4 separate regions of the Mus musculus genome follow, and regions 2, 3 and 4 are each linked to region 1. The links are chromatin contacts, called in public Hi-C and HiChIP or PLAC-seq maps. All regions are on one chromosome and are shown on one strand. Each heading gives the region's core, a stretch centred on a gene start, on an enhancer-like site or on the middle of the called end of the contact. The rest is flanking DNA. Distances are from core to core; before and after follow the strand shown. Region 1 holds the start of Mir99ahg (Mir99a and Mirlet7c-1 host gene (non-protein coding)). Region 2 holds the start of Cxadr (coxsackie virus and adenovirus receptor). Region 3 has its middle 12 kb from the start of Gm31431. Region 4 overlaps Gm31431 (a long non-coding RNA gene).

Region 1 (3,409 bases), core at 607-3,106:
CCTTATTTCATGTACACTGATGTTCCATTACAATAGGGGCTAAATCTTGAAAGTAGATGACTGTAGACATCTAAAATATAAGGCTGGGTGCCCTTGTTGACTCTTAAATTAGCTGTTCATCTTGAATAAAGCGATTGAGAAAACTCTGAATGTACAACACGGGGTATTGGGGTAGTGATGAAGTGTAGCAACCTCGGTGGCCTTGGGAACCTTCAAGCACTAACTAGGTTAGTCGCTAACTAGGTTGGTCATTTTCCCATGTCTATTTTTCAATGTCTATTTTTTAGTGATGCTCACTTTCAGTATACAAAACAGGCATGAGGGAGTCACAGAAAGATCTCAAACATGTTTTATTTATTTATTTATTTTTTGTTTTCTAAAACTTATTCAGAGGCGATATACAGACCAATCAATGACGCATATTTCACATTTGAGAAAGTGGAAACCCCAGTTTCTGCACTCAGTCTCACCCAGAGCTAACTTTACCACTTATATTCTCTGTTTCTGTACTTTCAAAAAGTCTGCTCTACCTATTAGAAAGCATTATTTAGCTGCTAATCTTATAATTTGTTCATTTTAATTTGTCTATGTTTTGTTTTATATCAGATAACAGCTGATTAAAGCTAATTCAGTTTTGCTAATTCGAAGATGGTCGAGGCAGATGAAAGATCAGCATCTAAAGGAATTTCCCAGGCAGGCCTCGCATGCCTGTGCAGTTACTTAGTAAATAGGGTGAAGGATGGAGTGTTGGGCATCTATCTCTATCTCTGAGTGACAGCTACTGGGAGAGGGAGGGTGTCTAATCTAATCACTGTAGAAACATGAGCATTTTAATTTGGTTGGATCATTCAAAGAAAGGGTTTGCTTTGAAGTACAATTACTTGATACTTCCTTGTCACAAATTTGATAATGATACCTATCCTTGTAAAGTGTTTTTGAAGACTACGAAGATGTAATGCATAAAACGCAGATAGAGTTTTGCAATATTACATTTTTTTTTCTTAGCACGTCATAGCTTTTCTTATGAATTCCCAGTTAAAAATGTACTAAAATGAAGAAGCGCTTTTTCGGAACTGGAGGAAATTGTAACTAATATAGTTCTGAAAATAAGAGAATTCGTGAAGTTAATTTTGCATGGAATCTCACCCGGGGTTAGCAGGCTAGGCTGTATCCTCAAAGTGAGGTCAGTTCCTTAGCTACGGAGAACTTTGTCGATAGTTGCATCAAAATTAATTAATTAAAATTAATTTTACATTAAAATTCTTTAAAAGTCTCAAGGAAAACCATACTACTGCCTATGCTTAGCCATGTGATACAAGGGATATGTATGCTGGTAATCATGTGAGTGTCTACATGAGCTCTTTTGTCATTTCCACATCTGCAGGCACATAATATAAAGAAAACATGTTACTATTCTGTCCTGAACGCTGTTTGATTTAATGTGAAAAAGTATTGTTTTAAATTCACTGAGTCAAGCAATACCTACTCAGAAAGAACACTAGGGGGTTACCTTCGGTTTACTTTACATCTTTAGCACATTTACTATTAAAAAATATTTCTAGAATGCAGTGTCTGCTCGGCTTAGGTTATCTAAGCTGTAATAAGTAGCCTTGGGACCCCTGAAGGCACACCCCACACACTTATGCTGTGTGACCTCGGGTCACAAGTAATGGCTGCAAGCTAATTGATTGAGAAAGGCTTGTCTGGCAGGGCCCCTTTTGCGTCCTGCCTGTACATTCCGAAGTTCTGTGAAAAGAGGCACTAGCGCTCAGCCACGCAAGGCAGGAAAACAGAGGAAGTTTTCGCATTCTGACTGCAGCCTGAGTTCCCCGGAGCAAGGCTGCTTCTCTCCACCCACTCCTCACCAAGAACTCCTGAACTTGAGAGTGGACGACTTCAAAGCTAGCTCTCACAGACTCACCTGGAAAAGAGTTCAGCTGCGCGTTCATTGAACCGAGAGGCCAGATCACCTATGTGAGGCGGTGGGAACCATATGGAGATTTATATTAGAACTTCAGCAAAGTGCACAGCTGCAGCCGGCAGAAGCCAGCTCTCGGGCTGACAGGCAAATGAACCAGATCGTGGACGGGGCCTCTGGGTGGCAGCTCCGGCCTTTTGGTTGTTGGACAACTATAGTCAGAACTGAAATGGAACAGGGGCAGGAGAAATAACACACTTTTACTCCACGCAACTGTTGCTTTCACATGGTGAGTGCAGATTTAAGATGTTGCTCAAATATTCTTTCTGGGTTGTAATACAAGTTAAGAAATCTGCTCTGCTTTTTGGGGGGTGGGGGGAGAAACAAGCCATCAAGAATACTTAGAAATTCCGAAGCTCTGTGGCTTTGTCTCTGCTTCATTTCACGTGATACTTGCAATCTGAGAGAAAAAAAAAAAACTCGTAGCGTCCAGTCTGTTCTTTCTCTTCCAGATTTTCTTTTGTTTAAGTCCTGCTTTTCTGCAACCAGAGTCAATATTGATTTAGGCAAATCAAATGTGGCTGGGATGAGGAAGAAGGGGGAGTCAGGATATGTGTAAACATTGCATTTAGTCCAACTTCTGTGTCACTGGGCGCTGGCTTCATGATTTGGTGCCTTATCTCAGGAATAAGTCCTATGGAAAGAGCTTTGCATTCCTGGCCAGGAGAAGGGTCAGGGCCCGTGTTTAGCAGCCAGCCAGCCAGCCAGTGAGAATTGCTGTTGCTCCCTCTTATTTTTAATATAAAATAGTTAAGAAAGTACATCTTCATGCATTGAAAACTAAGTGTGCTTTGATTTCCCAAGTCCCTTCCCAGTGGTTTATGTGTCTTATCCCTGGGAAGGATTCTTTAAAAGTCCTTGAGCAACAGCGTGCAAACTTCTTTTGTTCCTGCTGATCCTGTTTGCTCACGTTGTGTGCTATCGACTTTGCACACATTTCTTTTTGAAGAATCATGTTGCAGTAATGCAGAGCAGTTTTTGTTTGTTTGTTTGTTTGTTTGTTTCAGTGCAAATACCTTAGAAGTTAGTAAGGTCATGTTTTCTAAAATAAAACCAACCAAGCTCAACGAAAAACCTTACAGTATAAGTTGAGAATAATTCCTTGTTTAAACGTAACTAAGTCCTGTTTTAACTATGTTTTGTTGTTGTTCAAAGAAAATCTTAGCTTGCCAGCATGTCCAGGAATGTGAGCCGAGGCGACCTATTTTTCTTATTCCAACCTCTCATGTTCATAATCACATTTATAGTAAGTGCTAAAATATACTTTCTGATGTTCACCTCATTAGAAAAATCAGTTTTTGCTACCATAATATTTGCAATTGATGTTATCAAAAAATATGGAGGATCTTTATGGTCCATTTGTTGATTTGATGAAGTTTTAGGTCTACTTCAGCATCGTTTAAACATTTTCCAAAGCAGAGAGACAATTCA
Region 2 (3,409 bases), core at 380-2,879, 970 kb after region 1:
AGCCTTAAGTCTGGTTATTCTTCTGTCCCAGTTATTGTTCTGTTACTATGAATAGACACCACGGCAAAGGCAGCTCTTACAAAATAGGGCATTTAATTGGAGACTTGCCTACCGTTTTCAGTCCATAATTATCATGCAGGGAGCATGCAGACAGGCAATGATGCAGGTATGAGGCAGATGAAGCTGAGAGCCTCATCTTGATCGGAAAGGAGAGGAGGTGGGAAGAGGCAAGAGAGAGCCAGGATCTTATGGGTGTTTTGAAACCTCTAAGCCTGCCCCCAGGGATTCACCTCCTCCAACAAGGCCACACCTACTCCAAAAGGCTGCAGTACCCAATCCTTCTAATCCTTCCAAATAGTGATTAAGCATTTAAATATATGAGCCTGTGGGGACATCCCTATCACCCCCTACACCTGCCTTCTCTCTTTTCTCTGGTTCAACAAGCAACAAGGCATTCCCAATATTCCTTTATTAGTCCCTACTTGCTGAGCACTATGTGCTCTGTGGGGGGGGGGGCAAGCATTTTTTAAAAAAGATTTATTTATTTTTATATATTTGAATACACTGTCGCTGTCTTCAGATATACCAGAAGAGGGTACTTGATCCCATTACAGATGGTTGTGAGCCAGCCACTATGTGGTTGCTGGGAGTTGAACTCGGGACCTGTGGATGAGCAGCCATTGCTCTTAACTGTTGAGCCATCTCTGGACCTACCAAGCATTTTTTTTTTTAATGCACGATTTCACTTTCACTTCTAAATAACTTGCCCACCAAGACCCCTAACTCTTGGCCATTACGCTGGTTTCTTCTGTTTTCTACCTCCTAATATGGGGCTCTTGTGAATTTCAACATTTCTAACAGTTAAAAAAAAAATCTGGGAAGAGCAACCAAGAATAGTTAGCAAAGGCAAGTCTGAGGATAACAGCTTGGGAGAGCTGCAGGGCGGGATTGCACTGGCTTTTCAAATTCCTAATTTCCAAGAGCCACTCCCGTTCACTTAGCCATCCCCAACCGGTCCCACTTTTAAAGTTCTTTTGTCCCTGTGGGCTAACTTCAGGGCTGGAACGACTCATAATCGCAAGGAGGAGAAAAGCCCCAAGTATTTGTTAAACCTGCCGCCTCAATTTATAGGTCTAGTGTATACAGGGGCGGAAGAAAAGCCTCTCCTGAGCCTTCAATAGGAACCTAGCCATTCAAAAAGAAGGCAAGATATTGGCGGGGCTCTCTGATCGCCCTTGGAAACACGGGTGCCAGGAGGTCCCCACCCCTGACCACAGGATGCGGTGACTGCTGGCTAGTGGTGTGTCGAAAGAAACCTAGCTCAAGGTTTAGGGAGAGGGAGCAATTCCGGCCTGGAGCTGGGCTCTGGGGAGGAGGGCGTGACTGTTTCAGCAGTGAGACTGGCTCGCTGCTTCCCAGCTCACAAAGCGATTTAACCAGGAGTCGGGAGAGCTGGAGGTGGCTGCTAGCGCAAGCAGGTGTACAGCGCGCAAGACCGCTGGGACTGGAAGGTTCCTTAGAGGGGAGTGGGGGTGGGGAGGGGGGGTGGGACGCGGGCTGATCCCAGTTTCCATGGCAACCCCAGGGCGCCAACACTGTGGGCTCTTGCTTAGGGGCTCCCGGGTGCTGCCGGAAGTGACGCGTTCACCTGCCGAGCTGGGGCGGGGCGCAGAGGTGCCTTCGCTGCTGCCACCGCCGGGAGCCAGTCGGGAGTGTACCAGGCTCTGGGAAAACCAGGGCTCCCAGCCGAGATCGTTTACCTGCAAGCCACGACCCGGCCGGCAGCTACCATGGCGCGCCTACTGTGCTTCGTGCTCTTGTGCGGGATCGCGGGTGAGTTGCGGCACCTCTCCGTCCCAGTCGCTTGCGCTCCCAGCTCGCGGCCTCCCGGGAACAATGGGGCGTGGGGGGAGGGGGCGGCTCAATTTGGGGGGCGCTGCCGTGGTAGTGGCGGATGGGCACCCATGCACAGGGTGATCTGCCCCGGACCACGCGCGCCAGCCCGGAGAATGCATCGGTCCCCGGGAGCGGCGCAGGGGGCGTGAGGCGTCTGGGAGGCAGCGGAGCGGGGACCCGATCGTCCGGTGGCGGTGGCGGAGGCTCGCCCAGGGGCGTGTGGGGCGCGCCTCCAGGGCAGCTTACCCTGGGGACCATTTGGCTTTATCTGCCCTTGTCTGTTTCCCGCGTCTGCCTGGGTGTTGTGTGCCGCCAGCCTTCCCCGATTTCCAAGCTCCGGGCTGCGAGTTTTTAGGTATCGGGTAGTCCAAGCCGGGGAGGCTGAATTACCAACGCCATTATTTGAGAGAAGACTGAGCCGTTCGGTGTCAGTCGCCCTGGCTACCTTTAGGAAAGAAGCACCGAAGCTGCTGGTTTTTAGTCTCAAAGAACAGGCTAGCTCGACCCAGCAGCTCCGAGACGAGGTATTAGGAGCCGAAGGTCTGAAATCGCTGTTGGGGAGGAGTTAGCCCGGGTTTGTAATAAGTTGATTTTTTTTTTTTTTTTTTGTATGATGATTGACGTTCAGGTGGTGAGGCGTGTGGTGGTAGAAATCGCCCAGTACATCTTTCAGCTGCAGAGCGTCTCTTTCAGGAAATAAGGCATTAAAAAAAAAATGCCTGGACCCCAGGACGCATACGCATTCTAGCACTTAGAAATTAATCTTTTTCTAAGTGTGTTTTTAACAAGTCGGTCTCATTTCCTAATACTAAGCAATTGGAGGAATTTTCGAGCCAAGTGAGTCATGTAAAAGATTTACACGTTCAACTCTGGGAAGCACGCACGCGCACACACACCGTAGCCTCCGAAGAGGATTGCTTAGGATTGCGGGAGTTGGGAAGGTTGTTGGATCTGCCTCAGCTCTACTGGGATGGCTCTCTCTGCTTCCTGCTGAAATGTTAATTCCATTGTTGGATGCCACAGCTGTGGACATTACTCATGGGATCAACATTCTATTAACAAGTCTAATCTGTGGAGCTGAGGCTACCACACCGCCTCCACCTCCACCTTTTTTTTTGGATACAGATCTTTTAGGCTTGGCTGAAATTTCGAAATTAAATCTTGTGAAAAACAGGAAGGGTCGTTGAACCAGTCTGCTCGGTGAATCCCACCTTTGTTTGGTAAAACAAACCGAAGTTGAATACATCCAAAGCAGAAATTGGAGGAATGAAGAGGATGCAGGGAACTATCTTCCTCTTTTTTCTTTCTTATGAAGTAATGCTTTTTCCCCCTCTTCCTCTTCTGAAATACCTCTCTGGTGGTCACTCTTTCCATTAAGGCTATTTTAATATACCTAGCTCTTCATTCATATAATGTATGTGAGCACACTCTCGAAGGACAGATGTTTTTTTGTCTAAACAGGACAACTCTTTTCAACTCCCGTTTTTCTGCCTCAGAACTCAAATTTCTCAGC
Region 3 (3,409 bases), core at 385-2,884, 770 kb after region 1:
TCCCAAGTCTTCACCCTGGCATCTGTCCTCCCAGCCTTCCTTTCATTCCGAAGTCTCACATCCTTTCTTCACATTGTCTCTTACTCAATTGCTTCCTTTTATCTCTTACGGATGCTGATCTTCCTTGATCTTCTGGAATAGTCTGATGCTATGAAGCAAAACAATACACATTCTGTACTTCATAGCTGATGATAAAAAAAGGATGCTGAGTTGCTACACAAAACTTGGGACTATTCCTCATCTCTGATCCATCCTCATCTAACTTTGAAAGAAACGTTGGAGGAGTGATCTGTTGTCCGGGAGGATCTTGGAGAGTCCCATTGTGTCATATCAGGTTCCTTGTCTCAATGAATTGGAATAGATACCCAAGGATCAATAATAAAAGTATAGATCTGTGGACAGACGGAGTAAAAGGGGCTGCAGTCCACAGACTCAGCCAACTCAAGTTTAGATCTGAGAGTTCTTTTCCAAGCTCTTTGTATGAGTTAGAGCTAGAGCAGCCCCTCCACAGGGTAAGAAAGAGGATAGATCCTTATCCTGATTGATTGACAGGCTGATAAAACTTTGGAGCATCCCTACATGGGTCATTCATCCCATAGTTCTAAGCATCTGCAGAACCTATCATGTTTACACATGAGATGGTAGATCCATGCTTTCCCCTGGCAGGTCACTTGAAGGTCAGACTAGCCTTGAATCAGTTAAGCCAAATTCTGGCTTAAGCCTGCTTTCTTAATATTTCTTTTGACCCTAAAGTACCTAAGCCCCAAATTACCCTCAGGAGACAAAGTGCTGATGTTGCCCCTCCAAGAGGTGGAAAATAAGGAGATGTGCCACCAGAGCTGGACTGTGCTACAGTCTCCTACCTCAGGGTCATACACCCTGAACAGGAACAATAGAGAATGGACAACTACTACATGTTCTTTCTCAATTTATTAATGCTTAAAGAGATGGAAAGATTAACCATCGATTTGATCATTATATAACATATGCATCTATCAAATTGTTGCACTCTACCCTGTAAATCTATACAATAAAAACAATGATTTAAAAAATATTTACTGATAGCAGAAATCACAGTGTCCATGAATCCTGGTCAGAAATGCCCGAGGAAGTCTGTAAACCTCTCAGAACAGTTAGAACTCAACTCAAGCTCCAAACGTCTCCAAACACGAAAGCTCTAATAAAATAAGTGAGAATCTTCCATAAAACTTTAAGATGCCAAAGAACAGATTTTTATCATTCCCCACCACGCAAAATGTCACTGTCCAGAATCAGAGCTAGGATGTAAAGGCTTTCGTCTGAAATTTAAGAAAAAAAAAAAAAAAACACACACACACACACACAATAATGACCATTGCAGTGTACAGAAAAAAAATCACAATGTGTGCTTCTGGCTCAGAGCAGCAAACAAAAAGGTCTATGTTGAGGAGTGATTGATGTAGCTGGTTTGTATCTTTAATACTCCAGGGCAACAGAAAGAAAGCAAGGAGAATTTAATTTCCTCTGATTAAAAGTTGCGTTTTCTTTTCTGTCTCTTTCTTCTTTCTCCCTGCCATCTGTCTTCCACATCGTCCGTCGTCCCCACCCCTACCCCTGGCCCCCTGAGTTTTCTCTATTTGTACCCGGGTGGCTGAGATCCAGAAGAAAGGTGGAGTCTCATCGTTTGGGTGGTCCGAGTAAATCTTTAGTCTTTGGCTAACCTCTCCTTAGACTGGAAAGTGGCCAAGAATTTGCAGTGTTAGGGAGAGTCACTTTGAAAGGCTGCAAAGCGTCCATCTGGGTGCATGTCAATACAGTTTCCCTGGTTTAGTAAAAAAGAAGGGAACAGAAACTTTCCAGCCAGAGCAACAACTATTTCTCCCAAACTTAAAAGTGCACCCTTGTATAAGCTGTGCTTCTTACCAGTTATAATGTCCCTTTATTTCAGTTTACGGCTTGACCCCTCCTGCTAGCTGAGCCAACAAACTCGTCATTCTAAAGAAACTACTCCACCCGACATGTATTCTCTTTGTTCAGATTCTCTACTCTCTCTTGCCCTCACAACATTTCATTAAATGCAGGCTCAGGACAGATCGGATTTGCTTTTTGTATCTCAGTATAAATTTAGGAACATCAAAATCTCTCTCCACGGCACCTCCTCTTTATTATAACATTAAATTAGGTTCGGGTTCATTCTGAAAGACCAGTTGTATTTCTTTTTAATTAAAAGGAGAAATAAAATCTCCTTTTTTCTATAAGTAGGTTCACAAAGAATGCAGGAGTTATTTCTCCCAATAATAACTTAACAAAAGAGATTTAAATCCTCTGAATTAGAGGGAGGATTAGAGAGGGAAAGTCACCTGCGTAGTTCGAATACATTATCACAATTATTGAAGGGGATGTATCTTTTGGTACCTGGCAAAAGTTAATAAAAATACCCACAAAGGTAACAATGATGTAGTGTCACTTCAGTGAAAATAACCCAAATTGCTGCCATTAGAAAAGGTTCTAAATCTACTTAGGCTCATCAATGCAGGCCTAGAAATTTCTAATGAAGAACTTCATCAAAGGAAGGTTTAAACACTTCATGCAAAAATCAAACTTGTAAAATTAAACTCAAACTGATTCAATTTTTAAGGGTCTCAAGTTCCCACTATTCTAATCTCTTAGCTGTTGAAATCATTCTTGAATCAAACTATGTCAGGTGGGCTACAAGCAAGGAAATGGATATTAGACATGGAAGACTGTGTAACCAGTCTCCACTGTTGGGCAGCTCCCTCTGAAAACCCTAATGCTATAAACTGTGATCAGAATGGTACTGAAAAAGATAAGCAGTACCACACTGTAATAATGCAAATATGTGACCTGGGTTAAAATAATTAGATAAACCATACTTTTAAAATTAAAAAAAAAAACTCCAGCAGAAATGATATTCAAAGAAATAAAGGAAACATTTCAAATTCACATTTGAAGATTTGTTTTATTTTGTCTGTTTGTTTTGTATGTGTATACACAACTGTGTGAAGGTGGAGCCCAGAAGAGGACATTGGAGTCCTTGGAATGGAAGACAAAGATGTGAGCCACCCACAGTGGTGCAAGAACAGCAAGTGCTCCTAGCCTTTGGGACATCTCTGCAGCCCCTCAAGTTTGCATTTGAAACTTTCTAGGTTTTAGTATATTTTTCCTATTAAAAAAAAAAACAAAAAACAGAGCTAAACTACTGACTGAAGTAAAAGGGGGGGGGGGGTAATTCAGATAATACCAGACTAATGTTTTAAAGAACTACAAACTACTTAATTCCAAGTTATATCTACATTTTTTGAATCTTTTTATTGGAAATAGATTTTTATATGAGAAGAAAATCATATGATTTTTCCGCCTCCCCCAGTTCCTACCAGATCCTCCCCCCTTTTCCCATCCACCCGAAACT
Region 4 (3,409 bases), core at 632-3,131, 720 kb after region 1:
AATCCAATAACTTTTTACCCAGGAGTGAAGTATGCAAACTGAAAGGAGACAAAAAATACATAATTTTGATAGAATCCCTATAGATGGGGCATACTGCCATGTAAATGGCACATAAAAAGATATTATTTTTATATTAAACAAAATCTCAGCAAACATACATATGGCTAACAATTAGAGCAATATAAAGTACAAATAGTACTTAATCATGTGCTGCAAAGTTAACAATAAAAAATTTCCATGAACAAAATGACCCAAAGTACTTTTAAAAATTATATATATATGTGTGTGTGTGTGTGTGTGTGTGTGTGTGTGTGTGTATACATACATACATACATACATACATACATATATACATATATACACACACACACATACTGTAGAGGGGCAAGGAACATTGTTAAATTTTAAATTCTGTTGGGTACAGTTTTGTTGCTATTTTGGCTTCCATAATAAATTTGACCCTGTCCTTGATAAGCCTACCTTCCACTAGGTATCAAGTAAAAATTGAATCATCATCATCATTATCATCAGTAGTAGCAGCAGCAAGAACATAGAAAGAATTATCCTACTCAGTCCACAGTGAAATATCCTCTTTCAGGTAAACTCATTCTCTAAGTTCCAATCTTTCCATAATTTCTCCAGCCACAATCCACAACCATTACACAAAACAAAAACAGTTTGCCTATTAAGATATGCAAAAGGCCCTGTCACCCTTGTTCCTAGCCTTCCCTGAGCATGGTGTTGTAAGTTGTCCTGGTCAGAACTGTGGTCAGCTGGCTACCATTTCATCTGAGGTCTTAGCTGTCTGAACCCTTTTTACTCTTGAACCATTTCTCTCTTGCCATGGCAAAATATCATGACAAAGGCAACTTATGAAAGATTTTATTTGGGCTTATGGTTTTAGAAGGATGAGTGTCTGTCGTGACAGGGAAGCATGGTAGCAAGACGCAGGCATGGCAGTGAAAACTAGATGCAGACAGTTGACACCCTTTACTGAAAGCATGAAGCGAAGTCAACGATCTGAAGTTGGTGAGACATTTTACTCTCGAAGCGCACTGCCCCAGTGGTGGACTTTGCCCAGCAAGGCTGTCTCACCTAAACTTGCCCCAAACACACCACCAACCAGAGAACAAATATCTGAGAGTATGGGGGACGTTTCTGATGAAGCCACTACTCCTCTATCCTCAATCTCCTTGCAGGTGTCTTTCCACAAGATTTCTATTGTTTGTCCACTTCCGGCTTTAACCAATGACTGCCTCCGAGTAGCACGTTGGGTGGTACCATCCCGGTGCCCTTCAGGACTGCCCCCAGGAAATTCCTGCTATCTTGCTCAGCGCTTTTGCACTTGTCAGCAGGGTTGAATTTCAAGATCTACCAGAATGAAAACTACAAAGCAGAATGAAGTCTTCTTAAAGTGACCAAAATCACGTCACTTCCTTCCCTGCACCCGCAACACACAGCCTTGTTCCACTTTGCTTCTAAAACGTTGTCTTCTAAAACACTTGATGGGCGAGAATTCATTTAATTTTCAATTCTTGTTGCACTGCTTAACGCCTATTGTCTTTGTGTAAGACGCCCTCCATTCCTACACAAAGTTTTGTATTTAATATAGAAAGGAACTTTTTAATCTTTTCTCTGCGAAAGACAAGAGTGTGCAGCTGCACATAAATGCTAGCTTCATTTTCTCCCTCGTTGTATCTATGCTGTGGCACGAAACTTTAAAAGGAAGAGAACTAAGAGAAACACACGGAGACAGCACTATCTTTATAACCTCACTGGGCTGGCCCTTTCCCTCATCCTCGGTTTCAAAAGGAGACAACATAAAGCCGCATGCTGGCAAGTTGATCACAGTCAGGGAGGGAATGAGCTCAGCTGTGTATAGAGAAACTCGGTTGTTTTTCTTTGATTCATCCCGATAGCATCACACTGGGTCAGTGTCTTGTTTATGCTGTCTTTATTGTTTCTGGTCTTAGAACAATAAACATCCCTAAGTGGTTTCAATTACTGCAGCAAAACTGTGCAAATGAACTTTGGCTTTGTTTCATATTGAATAGAGGGGCTTTATGATTTTATAAACGGAGATGATGTTTAGGACTCTTGCCAAACCTGTCCTATAAACAATGAAGAGTCACATTTACCAGCTTTAGGCCTTTAATCACCCAACTATACTTCCCTTGATATGGCTAAAATATTTTTAACCTTGTCTCATAGAGATGAATGAGAATGATCAAATTATCTGTGGATTCAGCAATAATTTGGATAAAGAACAGGACATTTCGGCTGCTCCTGTATCCCTGCGCTGAGGCCTTAATTTCCCCTTGTATATTTTCTTTAGTTACAAGAAAACATTGCTTGGTTGTCATGTAATTTTAATAAGTTCAGCCCACAATCCTATCAGAGAGGATAAATTATAGTATGCTATGGTAATAGACACCCTTACTCCCGATCTTGCAGCTTTCTCAGAATAAACATCTGTATTTGAAAGTACATAATCAGGATAAACATGTGGGCAGAGGGATCAGTTCTAGAGACTAACAGCAGTGGAGCCCTCCAGAACTAAAATCCAAGGCGTTGGTCCAGGAGAGATTTGAAATATTTCACCTTCCATTTGGCATAAGAGACTGCCTTAGTAAAGCACTTATTCATAAAACTTAAAGACCTGATGATATAGAATCTATGATATAGAATCTATGCATACAGAAGCCTCAGTCATTAGGAGAGTTGTGTTGCTGATATAACAAAGTATGTAGGTAAATTAAACAGCATGTTTATTTCCTATAGTCTTAGAGGCTATAAGCATGACTGTAGTGTTAGCAGTTTTGGTTTCTTCTGAGGCTTCTGGTCTTTGCTGAGAAAGGAACATATTTTTTTTTATGGCTTTACTGTGTCTCCTCTCTGTGCACACGAGTACCCAGCATCTCTTCCTCTTAAAGGGTGTCAGCCAGATTGGACTAGGGTTATCATTATGACCTTGTACAATCTTAATTATCTCTTTGCCGGCAATACTACAAAATTCGGCTATACTCCAAAGCTCTGTAAGTTGGACCTCAAATTGTAAATTGTGTGAGGAGCACCATTCATCTTATAGCAGTGAATAACCATCACACCCCTGTCAGGGTGTTTAGGCAGCTCCGATTTACAAGCTGAAGTACTTTGTAAGCAAAAGTTAAGTGGACCGATATTGAGCTACTTCCCCGAGGATTTAAAATGTCTTGCGCATGAGAAAAATCTCTTAACCACATTTAATTGAAAACACTGAATGGTATGTTTAGAACAATGCCTGTATTGTTTGAACCAGCTGCCTTAAGTTTTTACAGAGTATACTATCTCAGTTATCATTAACTATTTTCAAACCAGAAAACCCCAATTAAAAGATACCTAGGAACTTATATCAATATTTTTTGGCTTT

The links. A called contact is a pair of places that touch in the nucleus more often than the background predicts. HiChIP or PLAC-seq counts read pairs in DNA pulled down with a chosen protein or histone mark.
Region 2: a contact with region 1 is called in an H3K27ac HiChIP or PLAC-seq map of cardiomyocytes, with 5 times the contacts expected there. The contact joins the promoter of Cxadr here to the promoter of Mir99ahg in region 1. A contact is called at or near these places in 1 of 39 promoter capture datasets (cranial neural crest) and 2 of 115 datasets of contacts at active chromatin or transcription factors (cardiomyocytes and pancreatic cancer cells).
Region 3: a Hi-C map of uterus shows a contact between it and region 1, with 6 times the contacts expected there. The contact joins the enhancer-like site here to the promoter of Mir99ahg in region 1. A contact is called at or near these places in 1 of 484 Hi-C or Micro-C datasets (uterus) and 3 of 115 datasets of contacts at active chromatin or transcription factors (embryonic hindbrain, embryonic limb bud and fibro-adipogenic progenitors).
Region 4: a Hi-C map of uterus shows a contact between it and region 1, with 6 times the contacts expected there. The contact joins the enhancer-like site here to the promoter of Mir99ahg in region 1. A contact is called at or near these places in 1 of 39 promoter capture datasets (cranial neural crest), 1 of 484 Hi-C or Micro-C datasets (uterus) and 2 of 115 datasets of contacts at active chromatin or transcription factors (bone marrow-derived macrophages and embryonic limb bud).

Annotation. Positions count from the first base shown.
Region 1 is chr16:77,327,472-77,330,880 of GRCm38.p6, forward strand. It overlaps Mir99ahg (Mir99a and Mirlet7c-1 host gene (non-protein coding)), which reads left to right and starts at 1,857. Exons shown (of 5, transcript NR_015543.3): 1 at 1,857-2,207.
Region 2 is chr16:78,300,042-78,303,450 of GRCm38.p6, forward strand. Cxadr (coxsackie virus and adenovirus receptor) reads left to right here and starts at 1,630. Exons shown (of 7, transcript NM_001025192.3): 1 at 1,630-1,833. The coding sequence starts at 1,791.
Region 3 is chr16:78,100,212-78,103,620 of GRCm38.p6, forward strand. No RefSeq gene overlaps it. Among named protein-coding and RNA genes, the nearest start is that of Gm31431, 12 kb to the left of the region's middle. Within about 2 kb of position 1,635, at least 42 of the 459 cell types and tissues checked have an H3K27ac peak or open chromatin away from gene starts, as enhancers often do. A contact at or near this core is called in uterus, where this site is marked.
Region 4 is chr16:78,050,465-78,053,873 of GRCm38.p6, forward strand. All of the region lies in intron 2 of Gm31431 (a long non-coding RNA gene), which reads right to left. Among named protein-coding and RNA genes, the nearest start is that of Gm31431, 38 kb to the right of the region's middle. Within about 2 kb of position 1,882, at least 9 of the 459 cell types and tissues checked have an H3K27ac peak or open chromatin away from gene starts, as enhancers often do. A contact at or near this core is called in uterus, where this site is marked.